4 separate regions of the Mus musculus genome follow, and regions 2, 3 and 4 are each linked to region 1. Evidence: chromatin contacts called from public Hi-C and promoter capture Hi-C data. All regions are on one chromosome and are shown on one strand. Each heading gives the region's core, a stretch centred on a gene start, on an enhancer-like site or on the middle of the called end of the contact. The rest is flanking DNA. Distances are from core to core; before and after follow the strand shown. Region 1 holds the start of Slc17a9 (solute carrier family 17, member 9). Region 2 holds the start of Uckl1 (uridine-cytidine kinase 1-like 1). Region 3 holds the start of Lsm14b (LSM family member 14B). Region 4 holds the start of Lime1 (Lck interacting transmembrane adaptor 1).

Region 1 (3,428 bases), core at 440-2,939:
CCTAACTGCTACAGACATCCAACACTACAATCTGGGCTCCTCAAGTCTCACTTCTCACAGTTGCTCGTCAGTAACAGTGGAGTAAAATCTAGTTATTCAGTTTGAGCAGTCAAGATGACTATAAGCAAGTGAGTCAGTCAGCACAAGAAAGTGGCCCCCCTGCCAGACGTTGACTCTGTAATGTTTCCATATCAAATTTCCCATCTTGAAGTGCAAGGATGGTTTTGTCAGTTGGGTGTGGGGCAGCTCACAAGTATCAACTAGAAGCCTAGAGAATGTCTACCCCAGCTACTGCCAACAGCTTGTGATGGTCACCTCCCAACCATATGTGATCCTCTTTCAGGCAACTGTGGCTGTGCCCATCCCTTCTGCTTTAGTGACTGGGAGCCTGGGGAGGAATGCCCCCCCCAAACCCCTGACCTCAGCCTTCTCAACTCTGGCAGTGTAGCACCTCTCCACCTGCTGTGAGTCTCTGGCCTGAGATGTATACCCAACACCTTGTGTGGTATGCTCCTGCTGACCTCAAGTGTCTTGCAGGTTCCTCCACCCAGCCTACTTAAGGTCACATCCCTTCTCTACGTTTGTCCACCTGCTCCCAGAAACGCTGAAGGTTTCCTGCTGTGTGATTCTGGATCTTTCCTAGTTTCTGAAGAGCTGCACATTATAGTGATTGTCAGTACCATATACTTAAGGGCAGTCCCTGGGTCACTAGGGAAGCAAGCCTTTCTCTGCCGTCATCTTTGTGTCCTACAGGATAGCTGATGTGGATGGAAGACTGACCTGGCTTTTAGGTCCAGATTGTTTTTTTTCCAGAACTGGGGATTGAGTTCAGAACCTTGCACACGTTGAACACACGCTTAACAACTGAGCTATACCCTAGCTTCAGGTTCTAATATTTTAGTACAAGTGTGTATGACCATAAATAAAGACCTGTTGTCTGCTGGGCAGTTGAAGGCTCAGAGGGCATTCTCTGGAGGGTGGAAACTGTTGAGATTCTAAGTGCAGTGTGAAGCCTTTAGTGGGTGTGTCCCAGTTGGCCTGCAGCTGTGTGGGGGAGGCATTTGTTTAGAATAATTGGGAATACAGGAGGAATGAGGCAGGCAGTACCTCAAGGAGCCTCAGAAGCCTTCCATGAAGTGTGGCTGAGATCCAACTAGAGCCTAGTCTGTGGTCAGTGCTCAGAACACTTTTGCCCAGGATTTCAACATCAGTGACCACCTTCGCTGCCCTTTGCACCTGTGTTACAGTTCTCTTACCAACCCAGTTCTCCAAGAGATCCATTTTAAAAAATTGACTGCCTTAAAGTTATCTTTACATATTTACTAGACTAGAACACAACCCTGTGAGCACTCTGTCACTCCCCTCCACCCACCCACGGAGCGGGGGAGGGGGTAGAACCAACGGAGACTCATACACACTGCTCACCTGCTCACTTTCCTGACAAGAAAGTTATTTCTGGCGGGTCTCGGGCCACAAAACCCCCAGGGATTTCTCTTCCCCAGCAGGAAGTCCCAGTGGTAAGCCTCTAGTTGCTCGAAGGTCCCTGGCCCTGCCTCCCGGGACATCAGTGGGGCGGGGACTCAATTCCGGGGGCAACACGTCCTGGGAGAGTTAGACGGAAGCACTGGGACTGACACGTGGACTTGGGCGGTGCTGCCCTGTGGGTTGTCCTAGGTCTGAGGTGGGAGGGCACGGTACACAGCGGTGCCCATGCCATCCCAGCGCTCTAGCCTGATGCAGCCAATCCCAGAGGAGACCCGCAAGACCCCTTCTGCGGCAGCAGAGGATACACGGTGGTCCAGGTGAATTGGGGTGTGGCTGAAGTCGGGGCAAGGAGGACTTTTACGTTTAGAAAGGGAGCTGAGGTGCTACTTCATAGGACCTGAGTTCAGGGAACACCAGACTCTAGCGGCTGTCTACCAGCCATTCTGCAGCCTGCCACCTTCACTCTCCCTGGGACTCCCATGCCCCTCGCTGAGCAGCCCTAGCCCCCAAGTAGAGGGAGGACCCAGTAAAGAGACACCCCACTCCCATCTCCAATCAAATGCCAAAATCAGGCAAATGGCTCCATTGCCCTTTTCCCTGACAGTAATTCTGTGGTCTGGGAGGCAGGGTAGTGTCTGTAAGGCTTGGTGGGAGCACTGGGCTGGACAGATGCTCACAGCATAGGGATCTATGCAGCAGCTCTTAAGTCATAGAGGCAGGTCCTGACTTCACGAGTCTTCTAAACTAGGGAGGAAAACAGCCGTTACCCATCTTCATTCATATTCCGTTCCCGCTGTTTCCAGCACTCTCCAGGCAAACATCCCCACAGAAACCAGGGGCAAAGGTGGCATCTGGCTATGGGACCACTGTGAGGGTTCAAATGGGGGCCTAAAAGAGCTCACACCCTGCTCTGGTTCCTGCAGTCCTCACGTGGAGGTGCTAGACTCAGGATCAAGCCTTGGTACCTCCCAGTCACCTGGGGCAAGAGCCCTGGATCTACTGGCAGGAAGTGTAAAGAGGACCTTAAGATAGTACCATCACTGAACCTAGACCAGATGAGGGCACAGCAGGTCACAGGGAGGCACAGAACCAGATCATAGCGCCCCCCCCCCCGCCACCCTCCCCCACCGCCAGTGACAGTTACAGTAGTGTCAGACTCTGCTAGAGGAGGCACACTATGTGCCTGCCCTCACTAGCTCTCCTTCCCTCTCTGGCTTAACACCTCCCTCCCTACCCCATGTTTATCCCAAGGCCTATGCTTCACCTGGCCCCTGGAGGCACCACCCAGGGCTTTCTTAGAACTATGAAATGTTCTGCCAATTTTGCTGTAGGTTACAATTTAATGGCTCTGCCTGTCCCCCCCTCCCCAACCTGTCACCCCACCCTCACTCCCATCTTTACACTTTCTCCTGTGTAGTGCCTCCAGTTGCCTTTGTCAGAAATGGTAGCTGAGAATTCTGGGGAATTTTGCAGGGTCAAGGCCATTCTCAACCCATACTGGAGTAATAGTAACAGCAATAAGTGTTACTAGAAACAGGACCCTGAGTTCAGGGAACACCAGACTTTAGGGGCCCACCACTCACCACCACGTGTTGGGGAGGCAGTGTTCTCCTCAACAAATCTCAGAATGTGGGGTGGTTGGTGGAGGCTGAGTTAAGTAGCCAGCACATTTCCCTTCTGAACGAAGGGCCACGTGATCACCTATTTGCTCAGCCCCGGATACTCTGCGCAGCCATCTAACAGGAAGCCAGAGCTGCACAAGTCTGTGAGGAAGTGTGATTGCTGAGACCTCCAGCCTGAGCTCTGGCTCTGGGTGGGCAAGTGGGGCTACTCAGGCAGTCCTGGTCCAAGCTCCTGATACTAAAGACTGGGGTTCTAACCAGGCAGGCAGGCCCACAGGGCCCCTTCAGGAGGATGGTCATGTCCTGTGTCACCAGCAAGTA
Region 2 (3,428 bases), core at 381-2,880, 860 kb after region 1:
AACAGAGAGAGGCTACTGAGGACCTAAGCCGGTGCCTCATGGATAAGGAAACTCCATGGAAGTTAGAGCTGCCCTGTAATTTGCATCCCCCATATCTTAGAAACCAGAATGAAAGGCCTACAGCAGAGACTGAAGAGAGGAAGGCTCATCACTTGGACCACCAAAGAAAGGTCTCAAGATCCCTCTGCTATGGTTAAATCTAGTCAAGCAACCCATCCCGGTGCTACTGTGGAATTCCTGCAAGAGGCAGAAGGCGGTTCAGAGTCATCAAAGCCATTTTTACAAGGTAGACATAGGACTGGGGGATTAAAGGCTTTCATGGCCTCACTTGCCAACCTGCCTCCCCCCCCCCCCCCCAAGGCTCTGGGTGAGTACCTATTAACTTCTCTCCACTCTCTAATCCCAAATCCATCTCCACTTTGCATATCGACATGAAAGCCAATGGCGGTGCTGGCTAAGGTCAGACAACTCCAAGGAAAAGGCCTCAGGGGCAGGCAGATAGGGAGCCAGGTGCTGGGAAAGGCAATAGGAGAAACCTCAAGCTGGGCTTTAGTCTACCAGCGACTCCCTCCCCTACTGCTGCCAGTGCCTGAGGCACCAGGGCAGTTTGTATCTTCTCAAGGTGTATCCCCAGGAACCTTCGGAGGAGGAATTTGGCCACGGCCTCACAAAGTCTGACTCCTGGTCAGAATGCCTGGAGTGTGTGAACTAGCTGGGATTCACCTCATCCACTGCCAGCACCTCACTTTCTAAAGGCGTCCGGGGTTACAGCTTCTCAGGCGGTGCACTGTGGCATGCAAAGCCGGAAGACATTTGGCCTTCAACTGACTCATACAGACCGGAAGAGGTGTCACGAGCAGTTTCCAAGCATGGTCACTGCCCCCTGGCGGCCACGACCTAGAGTTGCTACAAGTGATGATCAGGCCGAGTGAAGACAAGGACCCTTAAGTCTCCTACTTCCTACAAGGACCCTTATCTCCCCTTCCATTCTCCTGAAAGCCTCGAAAGTCTCAAAGGCCCCCAAACTCTCGGACAGGTGGCAATCACCACCCCATCTTACATTCACAAGCACCACTGGCCGCCAGGTGCAACTTTGCGCTCAATTTCGACGAACTCAGAAGGTCGAACACGCCTACCGCCCAGCTGGGGGCCCAGAGCCAAGTGCGCACCCACTAGGAACAGAGACCCACGCTAAAGATGTCAAACAGGTTTCCATTCTCAGTGCCTCCAAAAGCTGGAGCTTGGGCCAGTTCCGCCTTCCGTCCGCTGGGGCCCTCCAGGTCGTCTGCCACCTCCCTCTCCCTGGCAGGGGGTGGCTGACACATAGCCCAGGAGGCCCCAGGGCGCTGGAGAGCCGCCGAAACCTGTCCAGGATCCACAAGGCTGTAGAGATCAAGCTGCCCATCTATGGAGATGCCGGGAGCCGTCCCGGCTCTAGGAAGAGATGCAAGCCGTGCTCCGACCCCTCCCAAGAGACAAGCGCGGCCCCTGCCTTATTCAGGCCCGCGCCTACCGGTCCTCGCACGCCGTTTCATTCTGCTCGGCCTGGCGGCCAGGCACGTCTGGGGCCACAGCAGACTGCAGGGGCGAAGGGGCGGCGCTCATTGAGGCCGGCGGCGCAGCCATGGCGTCCCGAACCTGGCGGAGGCCGGGGAGGCGCACCGGGAGGCAGGCACGCTGCGGACTACAATCCCCACAAGGCCGTGCGGCAAGCCCCGAGAATGACCTTTGCCTCAACACAAACTCAGCCACACAAAATCCCTGGAAAAAAAAAATCAATAAACATTTATTTGATACAGTGACTTTAATACATAGTTGATGGCCCACCACCGCACCACTCCGGGCCAGGGGATGAGGATGAGGACAGATGACCACAAGGCGGGCAGGACCAAAGCTCACCTCAAAACATCTTGCAAATAAAACACTTTGTAGATAGAATATATATGCATGTATATCTATGGTTACAAGTGATAGCCAGAAATGCACTTGTGTAATGAGAACTGCATTATAACCAAACCAAGGAACCCAAAGTTTAGGAGGCGCTGCAGTCAGGTATGTGGGGTGACCTGGGAAACCAGGTCTCCAGGGCAAGGGACCTGGGTTTCACCCAACAGGGGAACAGCTCTCCCTTCAGAACCACCATAGGGACAGGAAGATCCCAAAGCCTCCAGGAGGCACCATCATCTGCCTGTGCAGGAACATAAAGTGCACCCTGGTTCTGCATGAAATGTCTGCCCTTGGCACTTCTGTTTTTTTAGGGCAGGGCAAGCGCTGAGCCAGAGGTAGATCTGTAGAGACCCTGACTTTTGCATTTTGCCAAGGACCCAGGGTTGGTTTGGCCCTCTAAGTCTATGCCCACCCACCTTCTGTAGCTCTGCCATGATGGTCCCTCTTACTGAGGATCTGTGTAGGCTGGTGGTTACCTTTGGGCCATAGTAGGGAGGTGGGCAGACCGATGAGCCCTGCCACCATGGAAGAGCTTTACAGTCTAGTTTGCCACTACTTACCAGTCACCACAGGCTGGTACCTATCCAACTGCAGCTTTTGACAGCTGCCCCAAAACTGACCTCAAAGACTGAGTTAAAGTGCTAACATCAAGTTACCCAGAACAGTCCCATAGCAAGGCTGTATATGGGCTTTCTGGTTCGTCCTGGAAAACTCAGCCCCCAGCAAACCCAGGTCCTACTTCTCCCTACAAGTGCCAAGTACCTGAGAGGCTAGGGTGGATGGTCACACCCCACAGAGGTGTTGTGAAAAGTGCACTTTGGCCCCCTTCCCTTCCACAGTTGCACACAACCACTCCAAAGCCCCAGCCTACCCTTTGACACTGGATCATACCCACCTCTGTAGCCACCTCTGACCACATCAAAGTGTGTAGGAATTGGAGAGTCCATTCAACACCTACAACACACCAGGCCATGGTTACCTTGCCCAGAGTCAGAGCCTTTCTAAATACATGTGTACAAGGACCTCACCCCAAATCTCCCTGGAGCTGGCCTTCTTGGAAACGCTCCCTGCTGAGGCTGGGGGCAGGTGCTAGTCAGTACCACAGCAATACCTTCGGCACCAGGAAACCCTTAGCACCATGACATTAAGATTGTTGAGTTTTGTATAAAAAAAACCCAGAATTAAAAAAAAAAAAAAGAAAAAAAAAAGGTTGCTACTTGTCACAGCAACAAGACTGGCATCAACAACATCCAGGAGACACACAGAGGCAAATATCAAAATTCACATCATCCAGGATCAGAAGCAGAGACCTCAGTCCACCCCTACCAACACTATAAAAAGCTCGTTCCAACCCCCTCCAGCCTTCTCCTGGTGTGGCTCACAGCAGGGTTGGGAGATGGGGATAGGGTTAGAAGGTAGAACCAGGAAGGAGGCCAGATGTCTCTTCCTGGCCTTGTCCAACCTGCAGACCCTGTTAGCCT
Region 3 (3,428 bases), core at 340-2,839, 700 kb before region 1:
AGGCGACTCAGTGGGTCTCACAAAGTTGTGTGTGGGGCACGGAGGAGTGGTGTGGAAAAGATGCATGGCGTTTGAGGCCCAGACTAACATCTCAAAGGACTCTTCAGGCTCACCAGCAATTCACCCACATACTATGCTTGTTTCTGCTTCTGTAAACTGGGGGAAGTCGTCCCACTATGGGTGTCTAGTGTGGTGGCTCATTCTCAAAATTTTGGCACATCAGAAGACTGAGGCAGGAGGTTAGAGACCAGTTTGGGCTGCACAGTCAGTTCCCCGCCAACCTGAGCTAAGAGTAAGACAGACCCCTGTCACAACTAAAACTAAAACTAAAAGAAAACAAAAAACAAAAAAACAAAACAAAAAACAGGCTCAGCAAGATGGCTCAGCGGGTAAATGCATTTGCTGCTAAGTGTGACCCCCTGAATACCCATTTCCGGGACCCATATGCTTCCAGGAAGCAGAGAACTCCTAACTGTCCTCTGGCCTCTACACATGTTGTGACATATGCACACACGGACACACATGCACATGCACCGAATAAGAAAATATTAAAATTTAAAATTGTTCACAACTATTCCCAGCATCCTCCGGCAGTGGTGGTAAGTTGATGTCACTACAGTAAGAAGTACGTTTTATGGCTCACATTTAAGAGAAATTGTTTCACAAAACAGTACTTGTTTTCACTATATGGGATGTTCCCTTATCTCCTCTTTCATTCTATTTCACGTTTATAAAATGCCAATCGCCACCAAATTTCTCATAGTAACTAATATTGGGCTCTAATCTGATGGTGGAGACTAACTGTAAATTAGCATGCGCTCATACATACAAAGTTACCCGCTATGCATGATGCGGAGTCAGCAACGCAAGAATGGGAAGCGATTTAGGGGGAAATCTCCCAATTTTATACTGCGGGCTGGGCTTTGGGCCGCAGTCTGAGGACGCGCGCACGCGGGCGGGAGTCACCCAAAACAGTCAGGGCTTATTTTAGGGATATCAGGCTTGGGAGCGCAGGGCTGCCCCGAGCTCCCCCTGCACTTTCTATTTCAGGGTCGCCCCCGCCGTGAGCGCTGCAGAACTGAGCAGCACCCGCCTGCCGGTTCCTTAGCCCCGGGGAGCAAGCGGGACTGAAGACGCACCTGGCCCGGCGCTGTCGGGGTCCAGCTCCAACAAACAAGAAAGGAAGACTGACAACTCCGCCCTATTAACACCTGGGCCAGAAGGGTGCCAGCGGCACGCGCGGAGGGAGGAGCCTGGCGCTCTTCCAGGTCCAGCCCCCGCCCCGCCCCCGAGTTTGCAAACAGTGGCCTCCCGCCTGCCCCGCGCACGCGCGCTTCGCCCCGCCCGCTCAGTCTCAGGCCCCGAAGCGGTGAGCGAGGCCCGCCGGGAACCGGCTGGGAAGACCCGGAGAGGCAGGTCCCCGGCCGGCAGCTTCCAAATGCGCAGGCGCGGCCCCGCCCACCGCCTGCGGCGCGGCCATATTTAAAGGGAGCCGGCAGCGAGGAGCCAATAGGCTGCGAGCGTACGGGGGCGGCGCGCGGTGGCGGGAGGCCCCGGATGTGGCTGCGGCGGCGCTCCTCCCCCGCTCCCTTCAGACTCGGGCTAAGCGCCTCGCTCTGCTCCCTCTCCGGTTCGCTCGTGGCCCGCAGGCCCCTAGGCGCGGCAGGAGGCGCCTCGGAGGCGGCGGCGCGGAGCTGCGCAGGAGTGGGAGGCCAGGCCACCGCGCGGCAGCGGAGCGGGCGGGGCCCGGCGCTGGTCCCCCGCGCCCTGCGCGCCCCGGCCGCCGCCATGAGCGGCTCGTCCGGCACCCCGTATCTGGGCAGCAAGATCAGCCTCATCTCCAAGGCGCAGATCCGCTATGAGGGCATCCTCTACACCATCGACACCGACAACTCCACCGTGGCGCTCGCCAAAGGTAGCGGCCCGCCGCCGCCGCGCGCCCAACTGACGCCCCAACAGCTCGCCGCCCCGCGCCTGCCCGCACAATGGTGTTCCCCGCTTCGGCGGGGGCTGTGGGAGGAGCGGACCAGGATCCTGCCGGTGTCGGGGGGTGGGGCGGCTTTGAAGCCGTGGACCTCCCCACCTGCGAGACGCCCTCGCGGGGCGAGACGCGCGCCGAGGCGGGGGGCCCGGGTCCGGCGCGCTCTCCTTGGAACCCCTTGGTAGCCACCGCCCGTCGAGTCGCGGTGCAGCCTCTCGCCGAGCTAGGGCGTCGGTTGAACTGCGGCTGTCCTGCTCTGAACTCTCCCGACCCTGTCCACTTGAGGGGTTGGTTTGATGAGAGAAGTCCAGAGTCGGTGCGCTAGTCGCGGCAGCGTGAGGGCCCAGAGCTTCTTTGTCTTCTTTCTCCGCGTTAAATGGGGCGCTTGTTTCCTTCGGCTCTCCAGAAGCGTGAGCGCCGCAGCCCGCCCGGGGTTAACGTGTTAGACCCTCGAGGGTGCAGATGGGAGGTTCGAGGCCAATCTGAAGCCAGCATGCTGCAGTCCTGGGCCATTCTCCTAAACCCTAGCCATACCTCCTATTTGAAGCGAGGCGCACAGACCCAGACTGGTGCTGCAGTGAAGGGCTCAGGGTTCCGGCTTTTTGTTCTCTTGAACTCTTCATGCTGCACTTGACGTGAGATCCCCTGTTGGAGAACCAGACCCAGAGTAGGCCCCTGTCCACAATAGGAGTTTGCTACTTAAAGCCTGCCACCAGATTCAGCTCAGCCCAGGAGTCTTGCCAAAGAGAGGTGTGCTAGCCTTCCTAGATCCATCCTGTCGAGGGTCCGTTGGGTCCAGGATTTCCTTATGAACATAGAAACTAATGTTGGGGGTCTGAGTTTGGAGATTTGTTCCCTTTGTTTCTGCAGCAACCATGGCCTGTTCTTTGTACCAGGGCTAGGGAGATTTCGTGCTTGCCTCAGAAAATCTCCTCAGCTGCAGCTTGTGATGAGGGCCTAAGGGTCCATCTGCAAAGTCAGATGTGAGAAAAGAGGTTCTACAAAGAGCTCTGCCCATCAGAGGGCTTTCACAGATTATCAGGGAACTTTGTGAAGCTTGGGATTCTACGGGAATTCTCATGTCAATTCCTGAACTACTGTCCCTTGTGGTCTTTGCCACATGGTGCTGTATAGGTATTGTCAGCGAGCTCGAGTAGCTGTTAGTTGTGAAGAGAGTGCTGTGTCAGAGGGCACTCTCTGTAGTCAGAAGCTTGGCCCAGGACAACAAGTTAACTGTCGTTTTCTCAACCCCTAAGTGAGGTCCTTTGGTACTGAAGACCGTCCCACAGACAGGCCTGCTCCCCCAAGAGAGGAAATTTATGAGTACATCATTTTCCGGGGAAGTGATATCAAGGATATTACTGTGTGCGAACCTCCAAAAGCTCAACATACACTCCCTCAGGATCCTGCTATTGTTCAGGTAAGTGTCGACGCTTCTGTGTGGCTG
Region 4 (3,428 bases), core at 456-2,955, 660 kb after region 1:
TGGCTGGAGCCCACAACTTGGAATCCTCTGTCTCCTGCAGTGGTGGAACCAAGCACGGTGGACACTGGGACCTGCAGTTCTGCCTTTGCTGGCTGGGAGGTACACACACGGGGCATTGGCTCCAAACTCCTCGTCAAGATGGGCTATGAGTTTGGCAAGGGTGAGTGCCTGCTGCCCTGAGTTGAGAGGGAGTCCTTAACACAGCTCAAGGTCTAGCAGGTAGCACAGCCTCTGTCTTTCTCAGGTTTGGGCCGGCATGCAGAAGGCCGGGTGGAGCCCATCCATGCTGTAGTGTTGCCTAGAGGGAAATCACTGGACCAGTGTGCAGAGATACTGCAGAAGAAGACAAAGCGAGGCCAGGCTGGGTCCAACAGGCCTCCAAAATGCCGGAGGAGTGGTAGTAGACCTGAGGGCCGCCCACCCCCCCGGAATGTGTTTGACTTTTTGAATGAAAAACTGCAAAGCCAGGTTCCTGGGACCCCAGATGCTGGGGTGGATACCCCAGAGAGAAGGAACAAAGACATGTATCACGCCAGCAAGAGCGCCAAGCAGGCTTTGAGCCTGCAGCTCTTCCAGACTGAGGAGAAGATTGAGCGGACCCAACGGGACATCCGGGGCATCCAGGAGGCCCTAACCCGGAACACTGGCCGGTATGTGTGGGATCCAGCTGAGGCAGTATGGGCTCCAGTGGCTATGCCCAGAGGATACCTGCTAAAGGTTACCTGACCTGAGTAGCAGCTGAGTCTGAGGTGGTCTAGATATTAGAGGACAGGCATTGGCTATAGCAGCTGAGGGCTTGGAAGTGGGGAGCCAGGAGGCAATGCTGACCAGCAGGCTCTCCCTAGGCACAATATGACGACAGCCCATCTGCAGGAGAAGCTGGAGGGAGCCCAGCGGCAGCTGGGTCAGCTGCGTGCTCAGGAGGCTGACCTACAGAGGAAACAGCGGAAGGCAGACACTCACAGGAAGATGACAGAGTTCTAGCGGCCCTGCCTGTATTGTGGATAGAGCCCTGGGACCCAGCTCCAAACTGCCTTGGCAGAAAGACAGCTGTCACCCTGATGCCTAAACAGCACCTGGAAGAGGAACCAGCCCCTTCTTAGGATGCCCCTTAATTAGCCTTGTCAGCCTAGAGTGTGAACACTGCTGAGTAGAGGTGGGACATCAGGGCTGATTTTGAACACTTATCTGCCCACCAAGCCCACCTACCAGTGTCTTGGGGTGTCTCCTTAGGACATTAAAGTGATTTCATCACAATTCTCTCAGTGGAGACTCAGCTGGCTTCAGGATTTCTGGGGACACAGGGATCTGTGTAGGTCCTGGGAGTAGACAGGTGGGCAGTGGGAGTACCAAATGAGGCCACTGCCTCTGTCTAGGGTCCAAGAGTCCAAGAGAAAAACATTCTCCCTTTTCCCTTCTCTGACCAAGTGGGTAAGAACCTAAGGTGGCTCTTCAGTCCCAGTACTCACAAGCAGGTAGGGTGTGTGAGATGGAAACACCTTAGGAATACAGTCAGTGAGAAAAGCAGGCAGACCTGGCTTGGGTGGGTTTGGGGTTCATTTCTGGTTTTTGGCTGCCACGATAATCCATCCAGTTCACCTGCTTTGTTCACCTCATTAATGGGTATCTGCCTCATTGGGGTGGAGGGGACTGTGCTGGTCTTTGTGGTAATTGCCTAGTGATAGCATTAGCCATGATGAGGTGTGAGGAGAGCAGAGACTGTGGGAGCAACTGCGCAAGAGCTGTGTGGCTGCTGGGAGGTGCTCTGAGAAACACAGGAAGTGAGGTGAGGCGTCACCAGCAGCCCACAAAGATCTTCCTGGCTGTCCTAGACAGGGCCAAGCAGCAAATCCCCGGTGGCCTCGGTAAGTGCTCCCTCACCCTTTATCCTGGGCCAGCCCCCAAGCCTCTCCATGCTCTGGGGTCTGGGAGGGTTAGTCCCTGCCTGGTTAGGCCATTGATAACTTGGCTGTAGCCAGGTTAGTCAGCTTGGGCCCACTCAGTGAAAGAAGCCTACACTCCAAGCCTGAACAGACAGGCCCTCACCTCAGAAGGCTGTTGTTCACCCCAATTTTACTTACCTTTAACGTCTGGGTGAGACCCTAATCAGCTCTGCAAAGGGTAACTCCAGGGAAGCCCCAGAGCCCCGGGAAGTGTGGAGTAGGGTGGGAGTACGTGGCCCTCATAGCAGCTCCTCCTGTTCATTGACACACACCTCCCCCACCCACCCTTTCTGTAGTGAGTAGTCTAGGAAGATTGCCTGACACAGGGGTCACTCTGTGGGCATTGGTGGCCGGAGGTGAGACCTGTGGTCTGTGGCTCAGAGTCAGAGTGAAGTCAGAGATTCCCCAGGTGATGGGCTTGAGCTCCAGTTATACACCCTTGTTCAGTTGAGGTCATAGCTACCCTGGCCATGCTCCTCTATCTCCATCTCCATTCCTGATAACTAACAGGGATAGGCAGAGCACTTCTTACCAGGAACCCTAGCTAGAGAGGGAAAGGTGGGTCCCCCTAGAGCACGGCAAAAATGCAAGGCTTGGGGGTTTCCGGTGTGCTGAGTCAACCAGGGAGAAGGAACCCACTAGTGGGCAAGATCTGCAAGTAGGCTGCAGCTGTACACTGCTCTCGCAGCCAGCCCCCAGTGCTCATCTCTTCTGTCCCCAGGGCTCTCTTCCCTGTTTCACAGGATGAGGCCACCAGTGCCTTCAGCCCCACTAGCTCTCTGGGTCCTGGGCTGCTTCTCCCTGCTCCTTTGGCTATGGGCACTGTGCACAGCCTGCCACAGGTATGTGCCTGGGATTCTGTCTGCCCTCACCCTGCATGGTTCAGAGCCAGAAGTCACGATAGAGAAGTCCATATGACGGCTCTATATGTGCTTCCACACTGAGCCTGGGCCAGCATCTGACTACCTGTGCACCTTCCTCTGCCTACTAGACTAACAACACTCTTGCCCCCAGGAAGAGAGCTCAGAGGCAGCAAACTGGGCTGCAGGACAGTTTGGTACCAGTGGAAATGGTGAGTGCCAGACTGTCCCAGGGGCCAGGGTGAAGACAGCAGGGAATCAACCAGCCTTCCTTGCTCCCTAGCCACTGCTGAGACAGACCCACCTCTGCTCCCTCAGCAAGTCTGACACCAGACTGCATGAGCTGCACCGAGGCCCACGCTCCAGCATAGGTGAGTTCCTGGGAAACCATAAGTGTAGGGCTGGCTTCAGCCTCCCACCACTAGAGCTGGCCCCTCAGTGACTTCTGCCTTGACTTCATCCCTAGCCCCACGGCCTGCTAGCATGGATCTTCTGCATCCACGCTGGCTAGAGATGTCCAGGGGCAGCACCAGGTCTCAGGTACCCAACTCTGCCTTCCCACCACGGCAGCTGCCCAGGGCCCCTCCTGCTGCTCCTGCAACTGCACCTTCTACTAGCTCTGAGG

Evidence for each region. A called contact is a pair of places that touch in the nucleus more often than the background predicts. Capture Hi-C pulls out chosen DNA fragments and counts their contacts.
Region 2: a Hi-C map of B cells shows a contact between it and region 1, with 5 read pairs. The contact joins the promoter of Uckl1 here to the promoter of Slc17a9 in region 1. A contact is called at or near these places in 1 of 39 promoter capture datasets (neural stem cells), 1 of 484 Hi-C or Micro-C datasets (B cells), 2 of 115 datasets of contacts at active chromatin or transcription factors (double positive thymocytes and pancreatic cancer cells) and 2 of 9 other capture datasets (adipose tissue and pancreatic islet).
Region 3: a contact with region 1 is called in a promoter capture Hi-C map of liver. The contact joins the promoter of Lsm14b here to the promoter of Slc17a9 in region 1. A contact is called at or near these places in 2 of 39 promoter capture datasets (cranial neural crest and pre-B cells), 1 of 484 Hi-C or Micro-C datasets (embryonic stem cells) and 2 of 9 other capture datasets (adipose tissue and liver).
Region 4: a Hi-C map of CD4 T cells shows a contact between it and region 1, with 5 times the contacts expected there. The contact joins the promoter of Lime1 here to the promoter of Slc17a9 in region 1. A contact is called at or near these places in 1 of 39 promoter capture datasets (neutrophils) and 1 of 484 Hi-C or Micro-C datasets (CD4 T cells).

Annotation. Positions count from the first base shown.
Region 1 is chr2:180,723,650-180,727,077 of GRCm38.p6, forward strand. Slc17a9 (solute carrier family 17, member 9) reads left to right here and starts at 1,690. Exons shown (of 13, transcript NM_183161.3): 1 at 1,690-1,802. The coding sequence starts at 1,711. Gm30455 (a long non-coding RNA gene) reads right to left here. Exons shown (of 2, transcript XR_003953988.1): 1 at 3,069-3,428; 2 at 1-2,229.
Region 2 is chr2:181,580,343-181,583,770 of GRCm38.p6, forward strand. Uckl1 (uridine-cytidine kinase 1-like 1) reads right to left here and starts at 1,631. Exons shown (of 15, transcript NM_026765.3): 1 at 1,514-1,631. The coding sequence starts at 1,626. It overlaps Zfp512b (zinc finger protein 512B), which reads right to left. Exons shown (of 17, transcript NM_001164597.1): 17 at 1,761-3,428. Uckl1os (uridine-cytidine kinase 1-like 1, opposite strand) reads left to right here. Exons shown (of 3, transcript NR_027289.1): 2 at 101-286.
Region 3 is chr2:180,023,398-180,026,825 of GRCm38.p6, forward strand. It overlaps Lsm14b (LSM family member 14B), which reads left to right and starts at 1,590. Exons shown (of 10, transcript NM_001372364.1): 1 at 1,590-1,915; 2 at 3,238-3,401. The coding sequence starts at 1,789.
Region 4 is chr2:181,379,530-181,382,957 of GRCm38.p6, forward strand. It overlaps Lime1 (Lck interacting transmembrane adaptor 1), which reads left to right and starts at 1,706. Exons shown (of 5, transcript NM_023684.2): 1 at 1,706-2,785; 2 at 2,958-3,015; 3 at 3,087-3,174; 4 at 3,270-3,428. The coding sequence starts at 2,688. It overlaps Zgpat (zinc finger, CCCH-type with G patch domain), which reads left to right. Exons shown (of 6, transcript NM_001048148.1): 4 at 41-160; 5 at 245-650; 6 at 846-1,264. The coding sequence ends at 984. It also overlaps a transcript of Zbtb46 not described here.